Linked DNA regions of Mus musculus: regions 1, 2, 3 and 5 are each linked to region 4. Evidence: chromatin contacts called from public HiCAR-type and promoter capture Hi-C data. All regions are on one chromosome and are shown on one strand. The core of a region is the stretch at or near the end of the contact, and the rest is flanking DNA. Distances in the headings are between cores, read along the strand shown. Region 1 has its middle 30 kb from the start of Il1r2. Region 2 overlaps Il1r2 (interleukin 1 receptor, type II). Region 3 overlaps Map4k4 (mitogen-activated protein kinase kinase kinase kinase 4). Region 4 holds the start of Il18rap (interleukin 18 receptor accessory protein). Region 5 has its middle 51 kb from the start of Il1r2.

Evidence for each region. Promoter capture Hi-C pulls out the DNA fragments that hold promoters and counts their contacts. HiCAR-type assays count read pairs that join an accessible place to other places.
Region 1: a promoter capture Hi-C map of the HPC-7 cell line shows a contact between it and region 4. The contact joins the enhancer-like site here to the promoter of Il18rap in region 4. A contact is called at or near these places in 8 of 39 promoter capture datasets (the HPC-7 cell line, HPC-7-derived erythroid cells, the SN4741 cell line and 4 more), 3 of 115 datasets of contacts at active chromatin or transcription factors (CD8 T cells, effector CD8 T cells and regulatory T cells) and 2 of 9 other capture datasets (embryonic stem cells and macrophages).
Region 2: a contact with region 4 is called in a HiCAR-type map of Th17 cells, with 6 times the contacts expected there. The contact joins the enhancer-like site here to the promoter of Il18rap in region 4. A contact is called at or near these places in 15 of 39 promoter capture datasets (3T3-L1-derived adipocytes, the C10 cell line, the HPC-7 cell line and 11 more), 2 of 484 Hi-C or Micro-C datasets (bone marrow-derived DN2 thymocytes and bone marrow-derived macrophages), 3 of 115 datasets of contacts at active chromatin or transcription factors (Th17 cells, astrocytes and bone marrow-derived macrophages) and 2 of 9 other capture datasets (adipose tissue and embryonic stem cells).
Region 3: a contact with region 4 is called in a promoter capture Hi-C map of the HPC-7 cell line. The contact joins the enhancer-like site here to the promoter of Il18rap in region 4. A contact is called at or near these places in 10 of 39 promoter capture datasets (the 3T3-L1 cell line, 3T3-L1-derived adipocytes, the HPC-7 cell line and 7 more), 1 of 115 datasets of contacts at active chromatin or transcription factors (acute myeloid leukemia) and 1 of 9 other capture datasets (macrophages).
Region 5: a promoter capture Hi-C map of the HPC-7 cell line shows a contact between it and region 4. The contact joins the enhancer-like site here to the promoter of Il18rap in region 4. A contact is called at or near these places in 7 of 39 promoter capture datasets (3T3-L1-derived adipocytes, the HPC-7 cell line, the SN4741 cell line and 4 more), 1 of 115 datasets of contacts at active chromatin or transcription factors (acute myeloid leukemia) and 3 of 9 other capture datasets (adipose tissue, embryonic stem cells and macrophages).

What each region holds. Positions count from the first base shown.
Region 1 is chr1:40,053,859-40,056,558 of GRCm38.p6, reverse strand. No RefSeq gene overlaps it. Among named protein-coding and RNA genes, the nearest start is that of Il1r2, 30 kb to the left of the region's middle. Within about 2 kb of position 1,283, at least 24 of the 459 cell types and tissues checked have an H3K27ac peak or open chromatin away from gene starts, as enhancers often do. A contact at or near this core is called in CD8 T cells, the HPC-7 cell line and regulatory T cells, where this site is marked.
Region 2 is chr1:40,108,106-40,110,805 of GRCm38.p6, reverse strand. The region is part of intron 3 of Il1r2 (interleukin 1 receptor, type II); the gene reads right to left. Among named protein-coding and RNA genes, the nearest start is that of Gm16894, 24 kb to the right of the region's middle. Within about 2 kb of position 1,300, at least 13 of the 459 cell types and tissues checked have an H3K27ac peak or open chromatin away from gene starts, as enhancers often do. A contact at or near this core is called in Th17 cells and adipose tissue, where this site is marked.
Region 3 is chr1:40,006,834-40,009,533 of GRCm38.p6, reverse strand. It overlaps Map4k4 (mitogen-activated protein kinase kinase kinase kinase 4), which reads right to left. Exons shown (of 32, transcript NM_001252200.1): 20 at 2,004-2,101; 21 at 1,195-1,203. Among named protein-coding and RNA genes, the nearest start is that of Il1r2, 77 kb to the left of the region's middle. Within about 2 kb of position 1,378, at least 24 of the 459 cell types and tissues checked have an H3K27ac peak or open chromatin away from gene starts, as enhancers often do. A contact at or near this core is called in the HPC-7 cell line and acute myeloid leukemia, where this site is marked.
Region 4 is chr1:40,513,984-40,516,683 of GRCm38.p6, reverse strand. Il18rap (interleukin 18 receptor accessory protein) reads right to left here and starts at 1,322. Exons shown (of 13, transcript NM_010553.4): 1 at 1,208-1,322; 2 at 909-984; 3 at 149-287.
Region 5 is chr1:40,032,519-40,035,218 of GRCm38.p6, reverse strand. No RefSeq gene overlaps it. Among named protein-coding and RNA genes, the nearest start is that of Il1r2, 51 kb to the left of the region's middle. Within about 2 kb of position 1,303, at least 29 of the 459 cell types and tissues checked have an H3K27ac peak or open chromatin away from gene starts, as enhancers often do. A contact at or near this core is called in the HPC-7 cell line, where this site is marked.

The DNA.
Region 1 (2,700 bases), core at 34-2,533, 460 kb after region 4:
TGGCTTGGCGTCATGCTAGGGGTCAGGCTAGATTACATTATGGTCCAGTACATCATCCTGTATGTGCTTTACCTGAACAAGTGAGTATTACAAGACCTGCTGTAGCCCAAGGCTTGTTAAGATGATGGAGAGACAAGCTAGACTGACTCGGGATGCCCAGGACGGCTATCCTACAACAAAGATCCTAAAGCACCTGCTGCTGTGACTGGAGATGCAGAGTGAGGTCCCATCCATTGGTCTGGGAGACCAAGAGACACCACAGCCACTGTCTAGTCACGTCTGCTGATAAAACAGTGCCATACTGAGCGAGATACATTGTGGAGACAGGATGCACCCCCAGACAGCACTACTCTGCCACACTGTGAATGGACGACTGCCAACCGCTGAGCCAACCCAGAGGTGATGAAGCACCCAGATGTCCCATGAAATCACAAGAGATCATCAAAATCTTTATTTTGAGTCATTTGGTTTCAAAATCATTCATTCCCCAGCAATAGATATAGGGGAATTACATGACCTAGTAAATAAAAGTCTTGACTCAAGAACGCTGCAAAGAAAAAACACCCATGATGACAGAGAGGCCCTTGCCTCAGACTGCAGGGCCCAATGGAGACTGTGTAGCTGTGGTTAAGATAGGAATCATGCACAAACAGTCCCGCACTATGAACATATGTGCCTTGGCTTACCATTGGATTGCCATAAAGCCCATTGTATGGCAAGTTGGAAAAGTTATAAGTCTATGTGATTAAGGCACCCTATGGATTAAAATGCACCAATCCGACACAGGGTTAGGACCGCTCATGGAGGCAGATAGGAGAAGTTTGCGCACACTCCACATCGCTGCCAGGCTGGGCGTCAGGCTGTGAGAAGCAACAGGGGTGGGGAAGCGCAGTCTGAGATGCCCAAGGAACTACCAAAGTTGGCTCAGACTCTTGGGCACCACATACGTCTCTGGGTGCCACGGAAGAGCGGGTTCTGGAGTCCCCGGGGCCGCATGGAGGGATGGCAGGTTCTCACTCTCGGACACCGCAGACATCTCTGGATGTAGCGGAAGAGCTGAGAATGAGCAGGGGGAGCCACAGGCTGACTCTAGCCCGGGGTCGAAGGAAAAAGGGCAGAAGGAGAGCTCCCGGCTGGTTCTCTCGGGGATGAGAGTCCTTGGTTTGTTCAGGCAGGAGGCTTGGCTTGGTGGAGACCATGTCTGGGAGCACAGGGAGGCCTCCCACAGGAGATTAGATGCGCGTCTCTTTAAGAGGAAGACCTGCTCCACTGCTCCAGCACAGCAGGTTTCGGTGAGAAGAGGAAGTCCATGGCTTTAAGGCCTTTATTGTAGAAAGGCAGAGAGAGGGAGAGAGTAGAGAAGTAGGGGTCGGTCATGGCCATGTAGAGAGAGGGAAGAAGGAAATGCCGGGGTGGGGGGGTAGCAAGAGGGCAAGAGAGAAAGGCAAGAGTAGAGAGTAAGAGTAAGAGTAAGAGAGGGAGGAGGGGGGCAAACAGCCCCTTTTATAGTGGGCCATGCCTACCTGGCTATTGCCAGGTGACTGTGGGGGTGGAGTTCAGACAGAATACAGGGGTACATGATTGATGGCCACAGAATTATGGAGCTGGGCCTTGTATCAGGAGCCTGGTGTCTGAGACCGTGGCAGACTTCCTTCCGTTCCTTGCGGAGTTATCTACTGGGTCTCCAGGATTTTAACCTAGCTCAACCAGAAAACAGGCTGCCTTTCACGGTCCTACAGTACCCAGCATCCTGATCCCCACAGGGTAGCAACTCAGCTAGCTCAGGTTCTCTCCTATTCACTCTGGAGTCTACAGCGCTGGCTTGGAGTTGAAGCTCACTGCTCGTATTCAGCATCATGAGAGAGGCTGTGAAGTAAGCTTGGGATATAACCAACCAGGGTCACAAAATGAAGCTCTCCGGAAGGCAAATGGATCCCATAAGTTATGGACTACAGAGAAAAGATCAAAGTTTCTGTCCAGTGAATAACATTTTCAACCCACAATAAAGTTGACAGTTGTGGGTTGATTTCATCAGAAGTCAGGGACCATCTGTACCACTCTGCTTCACAATGGCACCCTGGTGAGAGGACGGGGCTTGAGGTTCCACGTGGAGGGTTGTAAAGGCTCTAGTGTGATGGTTAACCTGGTGTCCAGCGGTGGGAATGGCCATGACACACCAATCAGCTGCTTTAACACTATCTCTGGCAGTGTCCAGAGGGAGCTTCCTAGAGATCAGCCTTTGGGAGGCTGAGAAAAGATCCTAGTGTGGCTGTACATACACAAACCTGCAGAATGGACTGACTGGGATGGGTGACAAACCCTGCTGGTTGCTGGGTTGGTGCATGGAGCTCTCTGGTTCTCAGGCCTTTAGACTTGGGCTGGAATCTATACCATGAGCCTTTTAACTTGGGGGGGGGGAGCATATCCTACACCAGCAGGAGTTTCTGGGTCTAAAGCTTGCAAACAGGATGTCATGGATGGCTCAGCTTCTATAAAAATGAGTCAGCTCTTCATCATAAATCTTTCTTTATACAGATATGAATGTAGACTTGAGAGATGCAGTAGAGAAGAGAGGGGGAGGAGAGAGATTCTCGTAGATCTGTCTCTGCTGAGAAGTTCAACCAGCTTGTCCATGATCTATTTTCTCTCAGACTCTGTCTGGCATTACCAGGAAACTCAAGTGCACAAATGTCACCTAGT
Region 2 (2,700 bases), core at 51-2,550, 410 kb after region 4:
CTCAAGGTGGCACAAATGGAAAGAATAAATGACTCTGAGTGCTTGGCCCTACATGGGACACTCGTATCACCTACTCAGAGACTCAGGGAGCAGAAAGAATGTACGACCCAGCCGTTGGGGGTAATGCTGTGAAATAGCATCTTCTGGACATGACATGGTGGCTGTACTCATGAATTCAGATGGGCGTGGTTACCTGCATAAGACTGGGCTGGCTTCCATTACATAATGCACGGAGAGGGTCATCTGAGGCCCACTCCTCACCGAAGTGAGGCACTCACTGTAGGCAGGTCCTGGGTAACCAGGCATTAGTAACTCACAGCCCACTCCTGCAAGCACCCGTGATTAAACGTGGTGTGTCGTGCACACAAAAAGACCCCAGAGTCGGAAGAAGATAAAAGACTGTGATGGGGAATGAAAAATATCCTAAATCCAGTGAATAAGCATATAAAATGGTCTAATAAACCAATGAGATGAAAATGAGAAGACTGAAGAGCGCTTTCGGTACCCGCTTAACAGCAAACTGATCTCCTGTCTAGTAACAAATCTACAGGATGGTACTGGTTAGGCCAGTGTTTACAACTAAAGTAAATTAAGTACAGATTGAAGTAACCTAAGTCTCTGTAGCTAGTAAGAGAAAAAAAAAAAAAAAAACCATCAAAGGCTCTTAGAAATCCCATAAACTAGAAGTTTCTAGAAACCACGCCTGCCAGACCTACCAAGAGCCCCAAGCTTGTTCACATTATTGATCTGGTAGTTCCCCTTGGAGAAAACACTGAGATCTGGGCACTGTTTGTTCTGGCAGTATTATCTTGACTACTCTGAGTGACAGAAAGGCCGTGTGACTTCCCAATAGCAAGAGCACGAACAGGGCAGGGCAGCCTCATGTCCTGGAACTGTGAATGCCTAAGTATGTCTTAGCAGTCGCTGGAGATTTCCACTCCAGTTGAAGCCCAGCATTACGCAGTCGAGAGAGAAGGCAAGCATTTTCCCTGGGGCAAAGAACACTTGAACACACTGAGGATGTCAGTACCCCCTCAATCTCAGAATCTGTTTCCCAACAAAAATAAGAGTATCAGCTAAAATTCTTTTTTTAATTAGATATTTTCTTTATTTACATTTCAAATGTTATCCCCTTTCCTAGTTTCCCCTCCTAAAACCCCCTATCCCCTTCCCTCTCCCCCTGCTTACCAACCTACCCACTCCTGCTTCCTGGCCCTGGCGTTCCCCTATACTGGTGCATAGAACCTTCAAAGGACCAAGGGCCTCTCCTGCCATTGATGACTAAGCCATCTTCTGCTACATATGCAGCTAGAGCTATGGGTTTCACCATGTGTTTTCTTTGACTGGTGGTTTAGTCCTAGGGAGCTCTGAGGGTGCTGGTTAGCTCACATTGTTGTTCCTCCTATGGGGCTGCAAACCCCTTCAGCTCCTTGGGTCCTTTCATTGGGGACCCTGTGCTCAGTCCAATGGATGGCTGTGAGCATCCACTTCTGTATTGGACACTGGCAGAGCCTCACAGGAGACAGCTATATCAGGCTCCTTGTCAGCAAGCTTTTGTTGGCATCCACAATGGTGCCTGGTTTTGGTGGTTGTTTATGGTATGGATCCCCAGGTGGGGCAGTGTCTGGATGGTCCAGTGTGCCCCTGTTCACCTCTCCTAACATTGGCAACTCCTCCTGGAAGAGCCCTGAAAGGGCTCAGTGCTCGTATTGATCACAGACCATGACTCTCCCCACACCAATTATTTTTCCCCAGGCTGTGGTTAGCCCATCTCACCCCCAGCAAACTGTACAGGGAAGAGACATAAACTGGAGTGTCAGGATACAAAAGGGAGGGGCTAAGATCCCCATCTTTCCTTTCCAATTCCAAGATGGAGGCCTCGTTGTGGTGGTTGTTTGCATGCTTGATTTTCTACTGTTTTCCTGGTAAGGCTCCTCAGAGAAAGTCAGTTGGAAAGCCTGGGAGGAAAGCAGCTTTATGCCTGCAGCACGGCAGACGTTCCTATTCCCCGGTACAGGAGAGAGCACTTGCCTGCTTCCTCAGCAAGAGCAGCATAATCTTCTAACCACTGAGCCATCTTCCCAGCACATGCATGTTTCTTTTCTTTCTCTCTTTCTTTTCTTTTTTTTTTTTTTTAAGATTTACTTATTGACTATTCTGAGTGACAGAAAGGTCACATGATTTCCCAATAGCAAGAGCACAAACAGGGCAGGGCAGTCTCTGTCCCAGAATGTGTTTGTGAGGACACTGTCACTCTCTTCAGACACACCAGAAAAGGGCGTTGCATCCCATTACAGATGCTTTCAAGCCACCATGTGATTGTGGTTGCTGGGAATTGAACTCAGGACCTCTAGAAGAGCAGCCATTGTTCTTAACCACTGAACCATCTCTCCAACCCCATATGCACACTTCTTACACCTCCCTAGGACTGGGGCTGATATTGTCTGAACTTCCTCCATTCCTGCAAAGAATGTCACCCTGCCTGGTTCTTCTAAGTATCAATATGCTAGGCAATTTCTCTATAAACAAGTTAATGAAATCTAGGAGGACTCTAAAGGCAGCAGTGGTTGGAACGAGCAGTGGCCTAGGAGCAGGGCAGCCAGCTGGAGTGGGATGGTTGTTCTCCAGTCAGGCCAAGGGTGTGTCCTAGTCCTTTCAAACTATTAAGAACATGATGCCAACAACTTTACCCTTCGAGAC
Region 3 (2,700 bases), core at 129-2,628, 510 kb after region 4:
GAAGGCAGGTGTAACAGACAACTCAGTCCCACTGTACAGTGTGTAACAGACAACTCAGTCCCACCATACAGTGGTCTGCAGGGTGAGCTGACAGCATTGCTTTCAGTAAGTCTAAGATAGGAGAGGCTTTTGCTGCGAAGACAGGACTGCAGGATATCATGACTATTTTTTTTTTAAATAAAGACAGTTGTTTTTTTTCTTTTTAGGATTTCTGTTTGTTTGTTTTTTGTTTATAGACGTACACTGTAGCTGTCTTCAGAAACACCAGAAGAGGATATCAGATCCCCATTACAGATGGTCGTGAGCCACCACGTGGTTGTTGGGAATTGAACTCAGGACCTCTGGAAGAGCAGTCAGTGCTCTTCCCCGCTGAGGCACCTCTCCAGCCCAGACAGCATGTCTAAGAGGACTATTTAGAACTGCGCACACTGCCCCTAATTACACAGACATAGCTGGGCCTTTTCCCCTCCACGGTTCATGAAGAATCCCAGGCTGCCTAGACAGCAGATTGCTAGCACACGCTCACCCTCACCTCCCTACTAGTACCTGCCATGCCCGAGCTGGGGCGTCCGCAGTGGGAAAGCCCATCTGCCACGTGCCACGGCAATCCCCACTGGCCTTCCCCCAGACTTAGCCACATTCTCAATTATACAATGATTGAGAACCTCAGAGCAAAGTTTACTAAAAACTGGCTTCATTTCTCTTTACCTTGTTGAGATATTTTAAGATTCTTATCAATTCTTTATATCTAATTTCCTAGACTGATTTAAATCCCATTTAAGTCCAAACTCCCTTTTCTACTTGGGAATTTTATTTAAAATCAATAGCATTTTAAAAAGCAGTAACTATATGACTGGTTTTCCCTTTTAACTTAAAGAGCAGTTCCAACTTAGTATTCTTCTTTTATGCAGTTAAGAATATGTTTTTTACCTTTGACCTCTAGCCTCTGAACTATCAGAAGCAAGCTTGAGCCTGCTCTGTCCTGGCAGCTATCTGTGACAAAGCAGCTCCTTTACAACAGTTGTTCCAGGTAGGTTTGGCAATAAAGACCCAAAGCTTGGTTCATCAGCTAAAGCAGCCGACGGTCATTAAAGGCAAGCGGAAGGCAGAGCGCAAGTCTGAGCTGAGCAGAGCCGAGAGGCAGAGAGCACCGCTGAAGCTAGCCATCAGAGGGAGGGAGGGATGCGGGCTTACCACTTCTCCCTTCAGGACACGACGATTCCATGGAGGTGGAGAGGGAGGCCGACATTGATGAAGGATGCAGAGAAGGGAGCAGGCAACAGGAAGAAGGGGGAGGGGGTATCCAGAAATCAGTTAAAGAGGAACCTAAAACTTCAATAGGCTTAAAACCCCACAAGTACCCACAGTCACATGACTGACTGCCATGATAAGGATCGAGGAAGCAGTCAAAGTCATCAGCCCAGAGACCAAGGGCAGCACTCAAGACACAGGAGCGCTCATTCACACTTATTCTGAAAGCCAGTACTGCAAACACCAAACTTACCAAGAATAAGGTCGATGACAAGCAATGATTGTGCATCGTGCACGGGTATGGGTGTGTGTGCGTGCGTGTGTGCGTGTGCGTGTGTTGGAGCTTTTGAATTTTACTCAGTATTACTATAAAATACTCATTTCCTTAAAAACTGCCAATACATAAAATTATATTTTATTCTGTGCTTCTCTGTACGGCTAATTGGACAACTAGTGGAAGGCTGAAGTGGAACAGAACTGCCCTGCTAATGACTTCAGAATTGAGATGCCTAAGGGCGAACCCACAACGGCATCCTGCATCAGACAACTCTTCTATTTCCCCACAGCAGGGAAGGGCCACACAAAAATCAAACCACTGCAGGCCTCTCCATCACTTTTCCTTTCTTTTCGCTGGAGACTGAGCTTGGGACCTCCCACATGCAACTGCATACCCCAGCCCTTCAACAATATTCTTAACACAAAGGTTTCCCTCCAGCTTGACACAGAACTAAGTGATTTTACACAGTACTTACCGCAGGCTTGAGAGGCCGGAATACTTCTTTCTTATCGTCAGGCTTTTTGGCTGCACTTTCCTGGCGTGGCGATGGAGAACCTTCAGACTTGGATGATGCTGGTACGTTCAGGAGAGACAAAAAAAGCAGAGACACAGATAAACGCATGTCACACACTCTCCACCTCCTCCCCTTCAGTCTAGCTTCTGGCTTCCCCCTGCTGACGTCAGTCGACCCCTCTCCATAGGGTCTGAACTCTGGGGTAAAACAGGGCCAAGGGACACGCTGGCAGCCCTTCTGAGGGAAAGGCTTCCCTCTTCCCACCTCTGTTTAATACCTGCTTCCAAGTAGTGAGAAGAGCTCAGTGAAGGAACTTTTTGACTACTGTCACCAGTAATACACACTGACTACAGCACAGCCTCAGAGTTCAAAATGGAAGAAATGTGTTCAAATCCCAGCTGAGGCATTTAGCTAATTCACCTTAGGCAAAGCATTTAATTCCACTCAGCTGTGAAGCAACCATGGCACCCGTGTGCGAAGCACTGAAAATACAGCTTTCTGGGTAACCTTATTGGCACTGATTATATCCTCAGCAATCTATGTCAAAGCATCACTTTGTAAAATGCAGCTATATGCAGAGCTGGGCCTCCTTTTACACATGGAGTTCTTCTAATAACAAACTGCAGCCATGGCTGTCCCTAGAGAAAGTGTATAGGAG
Region 4 (2,700 bases), core at 73-2,572:
AAAAATGACTGACAGATACCAGCAAATGTAAAACTCAAGTTTGTCATTCTGTAAAACATGTGTGCTGTCATTCTTATTGTCCCAGTAGAAAACCAAATGTTGCATCACTCATAGCAACGGTGCCCGTTATGAAACAATGACCACATACCTGTTCAGTAGTAGAAGGGAGAATCATATCTGGAGGAAGAGGGTTTCAAAGTTTCTCATCTTGCCACCACTATTCGCCTTCTCTACAGAAGGAGGTCGGAGGCCGGTGAGATGATCTGAAGATCTGCAAGGTCTCTTTCCTAAAATTTTCCAGAAGGCTTTTATTTAAAAATTCTCTCTTTTTCTCAGAAGCAGAAAAAGTTAGCCTGAAGTTATTCAAAAGATACCCAATTTGACCATATTTTAGAGTAATAATGAGCTAAGTTTTTCAAAGAACAAAGCTTTTGCTGGGAGGAGAAAAATGAAAGCTGTGAATGAATCACCAGGAAGCCTCTCAGTCCTGTGCACACCCTTAAAGTACAAATAAAAAAGAGATGCTATGGCCTAGTCTAATAATTGCAGTAGTCAAAGAATACTGATAATGCTCACATGGTCCATAGCAGCTTGTTCAGTGCTTGCCTCCAAAGATGGACAAGTAATGTGGCCATTCAGATTTGACCCGCATTTGATTGAATCCCTCTATAATCCTTTCAATAAAATGTAAGAATCACTGTTTAAAACAAAGGTTTACTTTGTAACTAGTCACTTATACAAGTTAAGGTTAAAACCGACACTGAGATACAAATGTTGCTGCCTAATAGCACACCTGTGATTAAAAATATTCCACAAAAAGCAACTCTTTAGCAATTCACTTTTTAAGTCCTTTAAAAATATATATTAGGGGTTAAGGAATCTAGGGAAAGAATATTCTGGTCTCTTACCTTTGTTTCCTGCTCTTACATACACAACAAATAAAGAAATTCAAGTCTTTATGTCAGTGAATGCCAGCTTGTGCATCTGAAAAAAAAAGTGTGAAAAACACCCATTTTCAAAGGGTTCTGCTACATTTTTTTTTCTTAGCAAGAGAGTTACTTGAAGAAGATTTAAGGACTATCCAACCCATACAGTTTTGAAATAATAAGTTATACCTGGACAGAAAAGGACAACCTTGGAATTTTGTAAAGGACCTCTGGTGTTGGAAAATGCCCAGTCATAACAAAGGAGAAATGAAGTAAACTACCTTTATCCACGGAAGAAAACTCCTGAAATAAAGCATTCAAAGCTGTCCTCTGGCCAGCCTCCTTGACAAGAAAGGGGTTGTGGTTAGGTTTAGTTGAAATGGTGAGTAAGCCTGCTTCCTTTACAGGAATTTCCTGTACCAAATGTTAACATTCGACACGGTTTCTCAACAGGGGAGTTCTTTTTTACTTCCTCCTCCTCCTCTTCCTCCTCCCCCTTCTTCTAAAACAAGCACTGCCAACCTTGCCTTTCATTTCAAACCTAAAGGCTTTCTTCTGATGAACTCTCTCTCTCCAGCATCACTTTTACAGAGCAATAATTTATCAATGAGGAGAGTGATATAACCGTAGCTTTGAAAGGCTCGGAGGCTATGCTTGTGCACCGTGGAATGCCTAATTAAGAACTGCACTGTAATTAAAACAATTTAGAGGACCGTGAGACCACACTAGTCCCAAAGCCTCTTAATTAAACGGAGCCTATTCTCCCCATAAAGACAAGCTGAAGCAGCGGGGCACAGCAAACCATGGGGATTGTTTCAGCACAAGGCTGGAGAAGAGCATAAAATAAAAGCAGAGCCCAAGTTCATGTCAGAGTGGGGGCAAGGTAAGTGTTGACCTGAGGTGAAGGTGAAAATCTAAGAGAAGAGTTAGCAACTGAGGGCAGGTCTAAGCCAATAAATAAATAGATAAATAAATAAATAAAATCATGTATTCATGCTAATTGTGGAACTAGCTCAAATCCCAAAAGGATTTGAGGTTTTCCTACCACCTATTGCAGGTTCAGAGGAAAGCACATGAGGGCACATGAGCTTAGACTCCCAGGGTGTGACAGGGACAGCCCAGTAATCCAAAATCTAAATGGGATTAAAGGAGGAATACTGAGGATGAAGGGGAAACGGATAGACCAGGCATTGTTCATGATAATGGTTTAATTCAGGCTGAGGTACATTCAGAGTGCCTGGGCGTTGGGAGTGTCCTTATCAAACCTCAGAGATCTGAATATAGACCTTAAAGTTAAGCCCAAAGTTACTGCCAGTGTGGTCTCCTGAAGTGAATTCATCAACAGCTTTTCCTTCGAAGCTTAATGTGTCCTTTATAAACTGTTTTTGGAAGAGAAAAGCAGGACATCATGAACCACAGGAGATTTGGGATCAGATGAAGGTCTTAGTCACCACAGGAAACTCAGGCTTTAACACTTGGTACAAGTAAAATCATTGCGGAGCACCCTCATGAATAGAGAGAGCTGACCTGTGGAACAGAAGAGGAGACAGTGTAGAAACAAGTCTAACTGTGTGTGGAAATTTTTAAAAATAGGAAAGAGCATCACAAACTAGACGTAGTGTGGTAACTTAGGTCGCCCTATGGAAAACTACGCAACAAATTCTCCACTCGCACCACACAACAGACTATGTTCCAAATGGACTCAGATCTTTTTACTTAAATTTATTTTTTTAAATTTTTTAATGTTTGCAAATAAATTAAAGTATAATTACAA
Region 5 (2,700 bases), core at 54-2,553, 480 kb after region 4:
CAGAGTTGCATCTAAAACAGCCTCTTTTGATTGAAATGACACTCAATCTACACAGAACTGGGGTGTCTGGCTTCTTAAGATTGTACCACAACCACTGGGATCATGAGCAATGTGGAAATTAGGAGGAAGGTGTAGAACCTTCCGGCGAGAGATTTCTTCTTGTGTCCTCCAGCAGTTTCTGTCACAGGGGCTTGCCCAGGACACTTGACCTGGATAATCAGACACTCTGGTGGGTGAGACCCTGCCAGCCATTTTCAACAAATTCTCTCATCCAAGCTCAGAGACTACTGCAGAAGCAGGGCTGGAAAGATCATGAAAACTAGAGACAATGAAATTCTGTAAAGAGTGTTTGTTGGACCTGTCCGGGCCATTGCGCCCATGAACCCAATGGTACATCCACCAAACCAAGCAAGGCAAAATACCAGCATGGGTGGATTAGGGCTGCACGAATCCTACCACTCACTGAGGGGCTATTCGCAATTGATAGCTACTGGGAAAGGAAATCCATTTTCCTCAGGAATGTAGCCCTCGAAAGACCACTCAAACTCCAACAGACTGAACTACACTCATGCGCCCACAGGTAGCACCAAGTGGACGTACTGCTTTTAAAACAAGTAGAAGATGGGAGTTGAGGCAGGCGATACAAGAGGAATTAGAAGTAAGGAAATAGGGGATATGTTTCATTAAAATGTAGTATATATTCATATACAAAATTCTCAGTCAAAAAGGCATATCCAAAAAAAAAAAGAAAAGAAAAAGAAAAAAAATGAAACAAGTAAAAAGAATAAAAATAAAAAGAATAAAAGATTATTCCCTTCTTGGGAATGTGATCCGTGTCCCAGGTTGGAAATCCTAGTGTTTTTAACTAGGCGTGACTCTAAGCGTCACTTAGCTGGCTTCTCCCTGATCTCCACGCTAAGCTCTCGTATGCTTCCTTGCGGTCTGGACATACTGTCCTTTTAATTCCATATACACATCAGCTGCCTTTTGGAATCGGAGATCAGATCCCCGTCCATGGTAACTTGGAAGATCTGAGCATTACAGAGTGATCCAATTATAGCTTGTAATTATGGTGGCTTGTACAAAGTGCAGCAATTCACAAATCTTCCCTGAACGGACAAAACTCCCTTTGTTTCTACTGCAATGATGAGACTTCATGCTGCTCTGTGTCAGTTACACACGACTATGATAGCAGCTGCCCTTAAGTGGAGCTGGGCAAATGTCATCTAAGACCAGGAGTCAGTTCTATAGAATGGGCAGCCATGACTCAGCAGATTCCAGAAGGACCAGGCTCTTGTGTTACTACCGATTCGTGGCAGTGATGGCTCCTGGCCATCTCTCCAGCATGCACAGTGAGCTCTCTTGAGTGAGGTCCAGTAAGAGCTGAAAATAGGGTTGCACTTCAAAATAGCCAGGGAGACTCAGGTGACAGCCACACCTTTTCCAACAGTCTAGAGTGACTTACTTGTGAAGGATCCTGGGAATCTGTTACCCAGTGACTGGGACATATGCGACTGTGCTGAGGATAATAAATTACACAGCCACCATTAAGTTTCTCAGTTCCTTCCATGACAGGTCTTTGCCCCATTCTTTTAAGATTACACAACGGCAGAAACCAGAATGCAATGGGGGAGTGGGTTTTTCCCACAGCTATAAGTCTCTGAGAACTTTCCAGCTTGGCGGGCCCCTCGTTGATGCCACCAGTGAGTCAGAGGCCCCAGATAAACACCTCTGCTGTACATGAAAGTTTTCTGTCTGAAACCCACCTGTGTAGGGGAACAGCAGCAGCCACTGGCTGCATATATGTGTGTGTGTGTGTGTGTGTGTGTGTGTATGGCTTGCAACTTCATGTGCCTTCCTTGCAGCCTTTAGAAAAAGAAACCCCTGCAGCACAGTCCTGGACCCCACAGCAGAGAGTCCTGGGCTGTCCGTGAGAAGAAGGATTTCTTAGCTTTCACCCACAGCCAGCTCACTGCCTTGAGGTTTGCAAATTATGGCCTCCTCCTTTAGCTTTCTCACAGAACCATTTTAATAGAGCCAGAGAACAAAAGCTTTGCAAACTCCTGTGTGTGTGTGTGTGTGTGTGTGTGTGTGTGTGTGTGTGTGTGTGTGTCTGTCTGTCTGTCTGTCTGTCTGTCTGTGATTGTGTAAAACCCAGCCTAGGTAACAGTGCAGTGGTTCTCAGATTCAGTTCTAACGCTGTGACCCTTTAATACAGTGATCCCCCAACCATCAAGTTATTCCAGTGCTACTTTAGTTTTGAATGCTATGAACCATAATGTTAAAATTTTGACAAACAGGATATCTGATATGTGACCCCCCCATGAAAGGCTGTTCAACCTGCAAAGGGGTTGAGACCCACACAGGTTGAGAACTGCTGTTCTAGTGGGATTTTTGTCTTGGTTATCCTGTTGACATGACTTTAGTTCTATCTATCTATCTATCTATCTATCTATCTATCTATCTATCTATCTATCCATCCATCCATCCATCCATCCATCCATCCATCCACACACAGTAATATACACTGAGATGTAGAAAAATCCAGCCCATGGAGATTAGAAGACCATGTCTCAACTCAGGCCCCCCATTCCAGAATGATCTCTAGGGGGACTATTTAAGAAGCAGTAAGATGTGGACAAATGTCGGGGACAAACCTTGGAAGTGTCTATAAAGCCTCTAGACATGTTAAAGGCCTTA